2 separate regions of the Ovis aries genome follow, and region 2 is linked to region 1. Evidence: chromatin contacts called from public Hi-C data. All regions are on one chromosome and are shown on one strand. The core of a region is the stretch at or near the end of the contact, and the rest is flanking DNA. Distances in the headings are between cores, read along the strand shown.

Region 1 (6,266 bases), core at 2,767-5,266:
AATCGCAGCACGCCAGGCCTCCCTGTCCATCACCAACTCCTGGAGTTCACTCAGATTCACATCCATCGAGTCAGTGATGCCATCCAGCCATCTCATCCTCTGTCGTCCCCTTCTCCTCCTGCCCCCAATCCCTCCCAGCCTCAAAGTCTTTTCCATAGCTAGGTTCAAAGATTACAGCTCTTGCTGGGTAACTCCCTCCATCAGCGCTGTATGGGTTTGGGAAACTGTTTCATTCTCTGCCCCAATCCTATCTAAGAGCAGTAACACTTCCTTGCTGTCACTAGCCCTGAGGTACCTTGCCATTCCTTGGAGTCTTGTTGTAATGATAGTATGTCTGGTTATGTAGAAACTGTTATTTAAGTATTTCCTTCTTTAAATATTCCTCACTGGGAAAGGTGGTCAGGATGGCAAAGTAGGAAGAACCAGAACTCATTTCCTCCCATGGACACACCAAGACTACAAATGCTTTGAAAACCATCTAAAGTACTAGCATAAAAGATTTTCCAAGACTAAAGATATAAAGAAAACAACAGTGAAACATGTAGGAGGGGCAGAGATGTGGCATAGTCAAGACTCATACCCCCAAGTCAGTGACCCACATATGGGGAGAATATCACAATCACAGAGGCCCTCTCCAAGGAGCAAAGAAATTGAGCTCCACATCAGCCTCCCTGGCCCAGGGGCCCCAGAGGGAACAAATGAGAATGCCTGGCTTCAACAGCCAATGGGATTTACAGTCAGAAGATCTAGAAAGCTACAAGAAACAGAGATTTCACTCTTACAGGATTCATTCAAAAGCTCACATGCTGTAAGTCTCAGAGCAGAGGCAATAGTTTGAAAGGAGGCTTATTCAGATCTACTTGCTAATCTCAGGGAGCCTCCTAGGGAGACAGGAGGCAACTGGGACACCCCTGGGGATGGAGATGCTGGTGGCAGCCCTTTTGGGGAGCATATTTAATCACAGTAACACTGGTACTTAAAAGAGCCATTTTGGAATACTCTCTTTAATCTTAGCGCCAGGGACCCGGCCCCTCCCAACAGTGGCCTGGCATCCCCACACCCTCTCAGGATACAGCAAAAGCAGTTCTAAGAGCAAAGCTTATAGCAATGCAAGCTTGCCTCAGGAAATAAGAAAAATCTCATCAACCTAACTTTATACCTAAAGGAACCAGAGAAAGAACAAGCAAAACCCAAAGTTAGTAGAAGGAACTAAATCATAAAAATCAGAGCAGAAATAAATGAAGCAGAGACTAAAAAAGAAAAAAAATCAATAGAAAAATTTTAAAAAAGAAACTAAGACTTGTGGAAACCAAGGAGAAATTGGTTGACAGAGCTTGGAGGAATGTTCTAGATGAAGAGAACAACATGACCATGGGCCTGTCAGCCAGAAATTACAGGATGTGCTTCAGACACCGTATAATAGTTCAATCCGACTACTGCAGACATGTGAGAGTTCTGTTTTTGCCACTCAGCCACAATTATTCATCCTTTTTCTACTGGAAATAATATGACATATTGTATTTTGAGAATAACCCCTCCCTGTAGTTATCTCATTAGTGAAGTGAAGTCGCTCAGTCGTGTCTGACTCTTTGCAACCCCGTGGACTGTAGCCCACCAGGCTCCTCTGTCCATGGGATTCTCCAGGCAAGAATACTGGAGTGGGCTGCCATTTCCTTCTCCATCTCATTAGTAGTAAGAGATTGACAACCTTCAGCTTCTAATTCGGGTCCCAACTGGGTTCAGTTAGTCAGCATAATCTAGCCCCAGAGTGACTGATTCAATGATGGGCATGTAACTCAATTTGGACCAGTGAGAATCAGAGGCAAGACATGTGTTGAAAGTGACAGAGTTTTATCCAGAATTTAACTGTAAAGTCTCTTTCCACTGGATTTGAAATTAAGAGGATGTAGAGACAGGAGCTGCTGCAACCAGCTCGTGACCATGAGGGCAGAGCTTGACTAAGAATGAAGCCAGCACAGCTGAAAGGCATCCCGAAGGTAGAAAGATAAAACCTCGTTTCTGATCAATTCACTCCTGAAGCTGAAACAATCTGTGAGTAATCCATTAGCCAGTTAATTACGACATCAATGAATTCCCTTTATCTCTTAAGCCAGTTTAAACTAGAATTCCTACCTCTACTTAAAAACATAAGGGTTAAGACTAGGAAGATAGTTTGAATCCAGGACAAAGGATGTTGAATAGCAAGTCTTGAACTAGATTTCACAGGAAAAATTTTTGACAAGGATTGACGTAATTCTTCAATTTCCCTTTAGGCTGTACAAAGCGGTTTTACATAAACTATCTTACTGAATCTTCAGTTTTCCAATGTCATACATATTATCTTCCATGAGGAAATTGAGTACCAGAAAGTCTAAATGACTTGCTTTACAATCGTGCAGCTCATGAAAGAGCAAAGTGTCAGTTTTGGATCTTTCAATTCTGAATCCTGCTGCTAAGATCTCCTGCATCGCAGGTGGATTCTTTACTGTCTGAGACACCAGGGGAGCCCAAAGCTGCTTCAGCAACATGCAAAAGAAAAAACAAAAGCAAAGCAAGCAAACAAAAAGCACCTGAATCTGAAGACTTGAAGGATCCTTACCTCCAAGATACCTTTCTGATTTCATGACCTGTCAGTGTTGGAATTCACATTTGGACAGAATGAGGTGCTGCTGGTATAGATCTCTTCTGATCCTTGGAATCATCTAGAGTGTTGCCATGCAAAGAAGATGGGCTTCAAGTACATAAAGCTTGACTGCTCCTTATCACTATGGCCACTGAGGAATTCATTTAATATTTCTTCATGCATTGGAGAAGGAAATGGCAACCCATTCCAGTGCTCTTGCCTGGAGAATCCCAGGGACGGCGGAACCTGGTGGGCTGTCGTCCATGAGGTCGCACAGAGTCGGACACGACTAAAGCAACTTAGCAGCAGCAGCATTTGTAAAACAGTGGTGACAATTGCTACCTCGTTTGGGTCAATATGAAAATTGAACAGGTAAAGTGTCTGTTACAATAGGCATCTGTAAAAGTTAGGTCTCTTTATTATGGAAGGTAGTAGAAGCAGGTTTTTGAATCAGTCTTGGTTTTAAATTTTCACTCTTTTCCTAACTAGCTCTATGCACCCACCTGTAGAGTTGGTTCTTTCTTTCTCTTTTTCAATCTGTTGGGTTTTTAAAATATTTATTTATGTGGCTGCACTGGATCTTACTTGCATCATGTGGGATCTTTCGTTGCGGCACATGGACTCCTGATCAGTAGTTGTGGCACTCCAGCTTAGTTGCTCCTCGGCATGTGGGATCTTAGTTCCCTGACCAGGGATTGAACCCTGATCCCCTGTGTTGCAAGGTGGATTCTTAACCACTGGACCACCACGGAAGTCCCTAGAGTTGGTTCTTGAAGGACAGGTCTGTCCTTACCTCTGCTGAATCCACAGTGGCCCTAGAAGGCAGTCAGTAAATGTTTAAATGACAAGTTTCCTAAGCTTTAAATTTAAACAATTGAGATAAAATATATAGTACAAGTATAGTATAAGAAATCAGGATATAGCATGAAACAGTCCAATCCCTGGCCCATAGTAAGTGTTCAGAAAATCATAATTGAGCTGATTTCTATTGAATACTTACTTGTACCAGTCCCTGCTCTAAACACCAAAGATATTCATACAATTCTCAAATCTCCATCCCTGTTTTACAGATAAAAATCAAAGCTTCATTTTTATTATTATCTAAATACTTAATGTCACTTTAGGCCCCATGACTTGTGAGTCCAACTCTTTCCTTTTAAGGTTTGGGACCCTCAAGGAGTCTGATTCAGGGTCTGTTAAATTATGGCTTCTCTCTTTCCTTTTTTGCCTTGTTAGAATGAAATAAAGCCTTCTTTCTTTAAAGAACACAATGAAGACTTTCTTTTGATTTTCCTCCTCTTTCTCCCATTATTTCCAGAGTGAGGTTGGCCTGCCTGAGGTTTTGTCTGGCAGGAGCCCTTTAATTCAGAGAAGGCCAACAACTCACTGAGCCGGCAGGCCTTTGCCCTCAGCTGGCTGACAGTGAAGCCGCAGTTGGACCTCCCAGCTGGGGTTGTCTTGCATTCTTTCCCCGAAATTGCATGCTGCCATCTGCTGGCCAAATCTAGTCATCACACCCATGTTTTCAAGGTTTCCAAATGAGGCTGCGGTGCATGGGGTCGCTGGGAGTCGGACACGACTTCCCTTTCACTTTTCACTTTCATGCATTGGAGAAGGAAATGGCAACCCACTCCAGTGTCCTTGCCTGGAGAATCCCAGGGACGGGGGAGCCTGGTGGGCTGCAGTCCATGGGGTCGCAGAGTCAGACATGACTGAAGCGACTTAGCCCCAGCAGCAGCAGCAAATGAGGCTCCAACTGTCTCTCACAACTGCTTCCCAAAACACCTTCAGGGGCTACCCCAGAGGTGAATTTAGCAGACAGACCAACGTGACAAGTCTGTGGACCTTGGTTCAAAGCTAAGGTGCTCAGGCAAAGATTGTTGGTGGCTGATTTCCACTCAGGAAGGTAGAAGTGAGTTTCCATTTCACTGTCCTGGTGAAACCCCTCCACTAACTCTCCTCCTATCCTACAAGTATGCCATCTTGTCCAGAGCCACATGTTTTATACCCATCTCCATCTCCCACCAACCTGACACTGTTTCATCCATGAGACCTGAATTACCATAACAATCCTTTACAGGAACGTTTGGTGAAACAGCCACACTCAGAAAAGTCTTCTATATCCTTCTCCCAGGTCTCCCAGAGACCCCGTTCAAGTTTTCCCAGTTGTCTCAGAGGTTCCTCTGCAACAATGGACTTAATCCAAAGACAGGTGCTGTTCCTCATGCCGTGTTCTCTTGGTATCTTTCAATCTGGAACATTCCTCACTTTTTGACTTTTATAACCTTGGCATCTGTTGGGGTGCAGTCCCTGGCCTACAATCCTTGTAGTTGCCCAGACTCAAGACCAAAGAAAGAGCCCAGAGACAGTGACAGGGACATCAGTGGCTTTTTGGATAAGGGATCTTACGTGTCCAAAGCGAAGGGTCCTGGAGCAATATCCCACCATGGTCAGCAGACAGCAGGCAGGGCATGGCAGCAATCTCTGCTTCTTGGGGGAGAAGGGGACTACGATTTATAGGTGAATTGACGTCAGGTTGGTTCATCTGTTATGAGGGGAAACCAGCAGCTAGCGCAGGGGGCAAGCCTGTAACCAGTTACTGATTAAGCCCTGTAATTAAGAGGCTAGATAGTCATGTGAGTGAAGCAGGAACTGGCAGAGCAGGAAATGAGCAGAGAGCAAGAGAACAGTCGTCTCGAGTGACCTGACCATGCTTTCCACCCCTACATCTCCTTGCCGTCTTGGTCTGCCCCTTTTCCATGCTATCCCTGGGCTCAGGTATGTAGAGGTGCACTGCAACCCAGACACCACAAATGCAGTCCAGAGACAGACAGCTAGAGAGTAAAAAGATGGGCAAACTTTGGAGCCAGGTGCTTGTTGGGTCAATTTTTTTCATGGAAGTCCAGAGGAGGATAACAAGGGTGTCTTACTGACCGCACAAACTCATTTCACAGTGATGCCACTGTTATCCCTGAATCCTCAAATCCTAGTCAAGCCTCTGATCAGACTAGGGATGAAATGGAGACATTTAACAGGCACAATACAGGGAAGATTGTAACCATTAGCCAGACTTCAAGCAGTAACAGCATTCTAGGTCATACCACCCCTGCCCATGGGCTTTGTCCAGCAGCACCGTCCTGCCTGTCCACCCTCAGTGCCCACAGCCAGGGCTGAATCCAGGAGAGGTGGCTTAACAACAGACCACAGTACAGTGGTGCCTGTCTCCAGTAGGGGCCGGGATTAGCTACCTTTGGAGTCTCAGACGGGCCAGGTAGAAGATAGGTGAAACGTGTTAAGTCTCTTTCTAATCCTATTCCTCATGAAGAAGCAAACCCAAATCAATGGGGACTTACCTGCCAGCCCCAGGGCCTTTCTGTGGTGTGTTCCCCTCAGTGTAGACCCTGTGGCCAGGGTAAAAGTGATTTGTTGCCCTGACCCACAGTTGGCAGTGGTCCTTCGGTGGGCAGCAGTTGAAGTTGGATGGCATGGGCTGGTTGCCTCTGGGTTAACACTGCGCAGGCACTGGGACAATTGCTCCTGGTGTGTGTCCATGTGTTGGGGGCCTCACTGTTCTTGAAGTAGCCCCTTCATCCTTCCCATTAGTCTGGGAGCAGCAGGGTGGTGAGGCAGGTGGAAACACTAG
Region 2 (6,266 bases), core at 2,269-4,768, 100 kb before region 1:
GATTCCAGGACCAAAACTCCCATTAGGCCATGAGACTAACTGCAAAAAAATTAGGTTACTATCTTAGCTGGATTGGACTACAAAGTCAATACTCTGCAGAGCTTGTGCTTTGTTTTTAATCTTTGCCTGAAACATCGATTCCAAATGTTCACTCAAAACAAAGAAAAATAATATACAGAGATCTTTCATAGAACTCTGATATGATCAACAAATTTTATAACAACTGTTAATAGTGCTTAATCTTGGCTGAATACTAAAACTCATCTGGAAAGCTTTTTTATTTTAATAATTTTTCATTTATCTATTTTTGGCTGTGCTGGGTCTTCCTTGGTGCGTGGGCTCTTCTCTAGTTGCAGCAAGCAAGGGCCACTCTCTAGTTGCAATGCACTGCACGTGTGGCGGCTTCTCCTGCCGTGGAGCATCAGCAGCCCTAGGACGCACGGACTCAGCAGCTGCGGTTCCCAGGCTCCAGAGCACAGGCTCAACAGCTGCGGCACACAGGCCCAGTTGCTAAGCGGAATGTGGGGATCTCCCCAGACCAGGGCCTGAACCCTTGCCTCCTGCACTGGCGGGCAGACTCTTTAAAACAAAGCCTCTGGGGAAGCCCCTGGGAAGCTTTCAAAAATACCAACACCCAGTTCCCAACCCCAGAATTCTAGCTTCAAAGTCATCCTTAGCCTAGTCCAATTAAATCAGAATCTCTGAGAACAGGGCTTAGGCATAATATTTTTGTCAATTTCTCAGGTAATCCTAGGTGGAACTAAGGTTGAGAACCAGAACTTTAAATAGTGAGAGTCTGGGGGAGGAGATATTTACCTGAGTTTTTTAGTATTTCCTGTCGGCAACCATGAAAAATAGACATTTCTACCTAAAGGATACACATATTCAAAAAATCATATATTTGGATAACACTTATTTATGTGAAACTGATACAAAGAGAAATTTGATGGTAATATCTGTATTCAATTTCTTCATCAAAAAACCCATTTTTCTATACTATTAGCTGAATGGTACTAATGATTTCATATTCATGCCTCTATGCAATGAGGAGATTAAAATTAGTTTACACTTATTTTTAACAGGTTTGAAACTGAATTTCCAAATATATGATTTCTTAAATCTTAAAATACAGCAGCAAAATGTTTGAGTTTTGCTTTTTTTTTTTTTAAAGCAAACCAAAGACATCAAAGACATTTACACAACCCACAGAAACAGAGAAACCACATATGTTTCAAAGACAAAAGAAACAGGTAAGCTGAAGATGACCTAAGCCAAAACCATTCAAATATCCACTGTTTTTGCTGGGACTTCACAAACTCTGCTACCAAATGCATATATTTGCTTTGGGTATCATGCAAAGGCTACATCTGAATAAATGAATCCCACAGTAAAAGAAACACAATAAAATGGTCACATATTGATGAGTTAGTTAGTTCAGTTCAGTAGCTCAATCATGTCTGACTCTTTGCGACCCCATGAATTGCAGCATGCCAGGCCTCCCTGTCCATCACCAACTCCCGGAGTTCACTCAGATTCACATCCATCGAGTCGGTGATGCCATCCAGCCATCTCACCCTCTGTCGTCGCCTTCTCCTCCTGCCCCCAATCCCTCCCAGCATCAGAGTCTTTTCCAATGAGTCAACTCTTTGCGTGAGGTGGCCAGAGTACTGGAGTTTCAGCTTTAGCATCATTCCTTCCAAAGAAATCCCAGGGCTGATCGCCTTCAGAATGGACTGGTTGGATCACCTTGCAGTCCAAGGGACTCTCCAAGAGTATTCTCCAATACCACAGTTCAAAAGCATCAATTCTTCGGTGCTCAGCTTTCTTCACAGTCCAACTCTCACATCCATACATGACCACTGGAAAAACCATTGCCTTGACTAGACCGACCTTTGTTGGCAAAGTAATATCTCTGCTTTTCAATATGCTATCTAGGTTGGTCATAACTTTTCGTCCAAGGAGTAAGCATCTTTTAATTTCATGGCTGCAGTCACCATCAATATGCCACTTAAAAAAACCTAAAGATCCTAAAACTTATTTGAGGATTAAAATAAGAACTATAATCATATTAATAAACTTAGCAAATGTCACAAGTGTTCGCTAACACTAAAATGTTACCTCTAGTACTGTATTTTCAAGAACCCTAATGGTTAAAAAAAAAAATCAAAAGAATCAATTAGATAAGTTCTCAGTATATGCTTTAACAAATAAACCAATAAATTTTACTATAATCTTCCTCTGGAAAAAAAAAAAGAGGTTCTTATTCAAATAACTCCCTTTTACACTAGAGTGCTAATCCTAAATCCCTAAAAAGTTAAATACATTCTATTATTTAAAAAAAATAACCCAAATTTAAGTTTAGTAATAGAGATTTAACAGATAAGAGAAATTTGTACCATGGGCTGAAATGTGAAAACAAGAGATACCAAAAGTATTCTTAACAATGTAATTACTGGAGAAGACATTATTAATAAGATGCTAATTACAACTGGTATTTAACTACAAACTTCATTTAAGAAGTTGCGATAAATATATATTTCCCATCAGGTTTCTAACCCAACTAAGAAGTATAAGGGTTCCCCCTACACTTATTTAGTATGAGTATCTTCCAACGGCCAAATCCAGACAGAAGCCTCAGGCTGAACCCCTGAGACAGAAAAAAGGAAGTGAAAATTGAGATATGAATCTTAATGCAGGAAAATGATAGAAGAGAGTACACTCCAAAACTTCTTCTAGTATTAGGAGATATTATACAGATCTTATAAAGTCTTATCCACATCATATCCTTATCTAATCCATGCCTCTTCTGAAGACCTACAATCCTCAATTTAAATTCTTTAATCCACTATGATACCTAAAAACATAAGGACTATATCTAAGTAGTTCAAGTTGTAAAGGATTCCAAGGGGCATCTATACCAGTGGTTAGATTTTAATCACTAGCTAGAGATTTTAATCATCGGAAGCAAGGGTTCACAACTGCCGGGTCACAGATTGGTACAAGTCCCTGGCTTCTTAGGAACTGGGCTGCACAGGAGAAGGTGTTTCATCTGTATTTACAGCCACTCCCTATTGCTCACATTACCTGAGCTCCGCTTCCTATCAGATCAGTGGTATAAACTCAATGTATGCACTTGAATCATCTCGAAACCATCCACATCATCCCTAACCCCCATCTCAGTCTGTGGAAAAATTGTCTTCCACAAAATCAGTCCCTGGTGCCAAAAATGTTGACGACTGCTTTAAAGAATTAGAAACAAGATCCAGAAACACCAACACCCAGCCCTGCCAAACACACCCTCAAAATCAATTAAACCAAAATCTTCACAAGTGAAGCCCAGGAACTGGTACTTTTTTCTAAAAACTTCCCAAAGTGATTCTAATGTGCAACTAATCTTGAGAACCACTAATCTATCCAAAATATTGCTAGAATTCTAAGGATTAAAAACTAAAGCATGCTCAATGACAAACTGAAGCCACAGCCAGAAGAGGGCAGTGAGGAGCTATTCTGGAAAGCCACATATGTTAAACTAAGTACTAAGGCGCCTTCCTCAGAGAAAGACCCCTCAGAGATTCACAGGTTTAAGGAGAAATGCCATGCCTCAAGTGAGAACTGCTGAGCAGTAAGGAGTCAAGCAGAGATAAGCCAGCAAACAGAGTGAGCTGAAAGAACAAAAAAAAGCCTGAAAATGTTAAAGTAGTACCTAGCACAAAAAGGCCAAACAATGGATAAAGAGGCTAAGATTAGAGTCACTGGCAAGCAGAAGGAAATTCTCCAAAATAAGAAGGCACAAGTTAGAACAGTCTCTTGAAGCCTCCATCGTCAACAATAACAACCCCAACTGAACTGAGAAACAGTGTGAATCGTGAGAGATGGCTTTGGTATTCACAAAAATACAATAGATTTAGCATAAAACAAGTAGCTTAAAAACAATACTGGACAGCATAACATAAAGAACCAATATGAGATGTCAGAGTGACCCACAATAAAAATATATCTTCATTTTAAAATTGAAACTACATATACTAATAGATGATCTTATTTGCAAAGCAGACATAGAGACACAGACATAGAGATCAAACTTCTGGATAACAAGTGGAAGAGCACAGTGGGATGAATTGGGAGACTGGATTGACATATATACACCATTATGTATACAATAAACAGCTAATGAGAACTTACTGTATAGCACAGAGAACTCTTCAAAGCTCTGTGGTGACCTAAATGGAAAGGAAATCCAAAAAAGAGGGGACATATGTAGGTGCGTGCTCAGTAGCTTCATGTCTGACTCTTTGCAACCCTATGGACGGTGGCCCATCAGACTCCTCTGTCCATAAGACTCTCCAGGCAAAGAATAATGGAGTAAGTTACTATGCCCTCTCAGGGCTCAAACCCGCATCTCTTGTCTCCTGCATTAGCAGGTAGATTCTTTACCACTAGCAATACCTGGGAAGCCTGGATATATGTATGCTGTGCTATGCTTAGGCACAGGGTGTTGTTTGACTCTTTGCAACCCATAGACTGCAGCCTGGTGTGCCAGGCTCCTCTGTCCTTGGGGATTCTCAAGGTAAGAATACTGGAGTGGGTGGCCATGCCCTCCTCCAGGGGATCTTCCCAACCCAGGGATCAAACCCAGGTCTCCCGTAGTGCAGGCGGATTCGTTACCTCCTGAGCCACCAGGGAAGCCCAAGAACACTGGAGTGGGTAGCCTATCCCTTCTCCAGGGAATCTTCCTGACCCAGGAATCAAACAGGGGTCTCCTGCATTGCAGGCAGATGAAGGGAAGCCTGGAGATATGTATATTATGATTTATTCACTTTGCTCTACAGCAGAAACTGACACAACAGTATAAAACAACTATACTCCAATTTTTTAAAAACTGAAACTACAAAACTTATGACCTTTAGCAATGTGTGATTTCATAATCCTCTTCTACAGAAGGAATAGCTGTTCTAATTTAGGCACTTAACTATTTAGACCCTTAAAAGAATTGATGCTTTTGAACTGTTGTGTTGGAGAAGACTCTTCAGAGTCCCTTGGACTGCAAGGAGATCCAAGCAATCCATTTTGAAGGAGATCAGCCCTGGGATTTCTTTGGAAGGAATGATGCTAAAGCTGAAACTCCAGTACTTTGGCCACCTCATGCGAAGAGTTGACTCACTGGAAAAGACTCTGATGCTGGGAGGGATTAGGGGCAGGAGGAGAAGGGGACAACAGAGGATGAGATGGCTGGATGGCATCTCGGACTCGATGGACGTGAATCTGAGTGAACTCCGGGAGTTGGTGATGGACAGGGAGGCCTGGTGTACTGCAATTCATGGGGTCGCCAAGAGTCGGACACAACTGAGCGACTGGACTGAACTGAAGTATTTTTTGGCCAAAAAAACCCACCACTTCTCTTTTAAACACTAATCCCTCTTTTCACTGGCCATTAGAAAACTCGGGGCTTTTAAGTCTTTTTTTTCTGAGTCTTTTAAGGTTGCATGTCATGGCATACATTTTTGAATATCATTTCATCCTTATGACTACTTATATACTTTATGCTCCAGTTACCCAAATTTCCTTAGCCATTTACATTATCTTACTGTATCACTGAAGAATGCATACAATTCTTTTTGAAATGAGACTGAGATTAAGGGAATCTATTAAAGTATGACCCAAACTCACAGAACCTTAGCTATTTAGTTCATTTAAAACTTTACAAACACTATCAGTAATACTACAAATATATGGCATTCCAAAGGGGTTCTAGTGTGAATGTATCAGTATAAATCCATCATGACTGCTAAAAAAGGCAGCTTTAAGCACACGGTAGAGTTTTTCATCCTTTATATATTAAGATATTAGTATTCATATCTCTCCTACTAACCATGTAACAATAAAAGCAACAGATTGGGGGTTCAAGGTGGTGACGTGGTTAGAACCTGAACTTACTTCCTCCTACAGACATAACCAGGTGGCACTAGAGATAAAGAGCCTGCCTGCCAAAGCAGCAGACCTAAGAGACATGGGTTCGATTCCTGGGTCGGGAAGATCCGCTGGAGGAAGGCATGACAACTCACTCCAGTATTCTTACTTGGAGAATCCCCATGGACAGAGGAGCCTGGCAGGCTACAGTCCATAGGGTCGCAAAGAGTCAGGCACGACTGAAGTGACTGAGCACACACACATGGATTGATACTCTATGAAAAGAAATTGAGAACTAGATGAACACCTATGCTACAAGAAAGGATAGAGGACCGCATCAAATTGGGTAAGAGCAGCAC

The links. A called contact is a pair of places that touch in the nucleus more often than the background predicts.
Region 2: a contact with region 1 is called in a Hi-C map of hypothalamus, with 6 times the contacts expected there. The contact joins two enhancer-like sites. A contact is called at or near these places in 10 of 16 Hi-C or Micro-C datasets (blood, hypothalamus, liver and 5 more).

Annotation. Positions count from the first base shown.
Region 1 is chr1:63,950,786-63,957,051 of ARS-UI_Ramb_v3.0, reverse strand. No RefSeq gene overlaps it. Among named protein-coding and RNA genes, the nearest start is that of SELENOF, 55 kb to the left of the region's middle. Within about 2 kb of position 4,016, at least 9 of the 54 cell types and tissues checked have an H3K27ac peak or open chromatin away from gene starts, as enhancers often do. A contact at or near this core is called in hypothalamus, where this site is marked.
Region 2 is chr1:64,053,218-64,059,483 of ARS-UI_Ramb_v3.0, reverse strand. The region is part of intron 1 of HS2ST1 (heparan sulfate 2-O-sulfotransferase 1); the gene reads right to left. Among named protein-coding and RNA genes, the nearest start is that of HS2ST1, 47 kb to the right of the region's middle. Within about 2 kb of position 3,518, at least 7 of the 54 cell types and tissues checked have an H3K27ac peak or open chromatin away from gene starts, as enhancers often do. A contact at or near this core is called in hypothalamus, where this site is marked.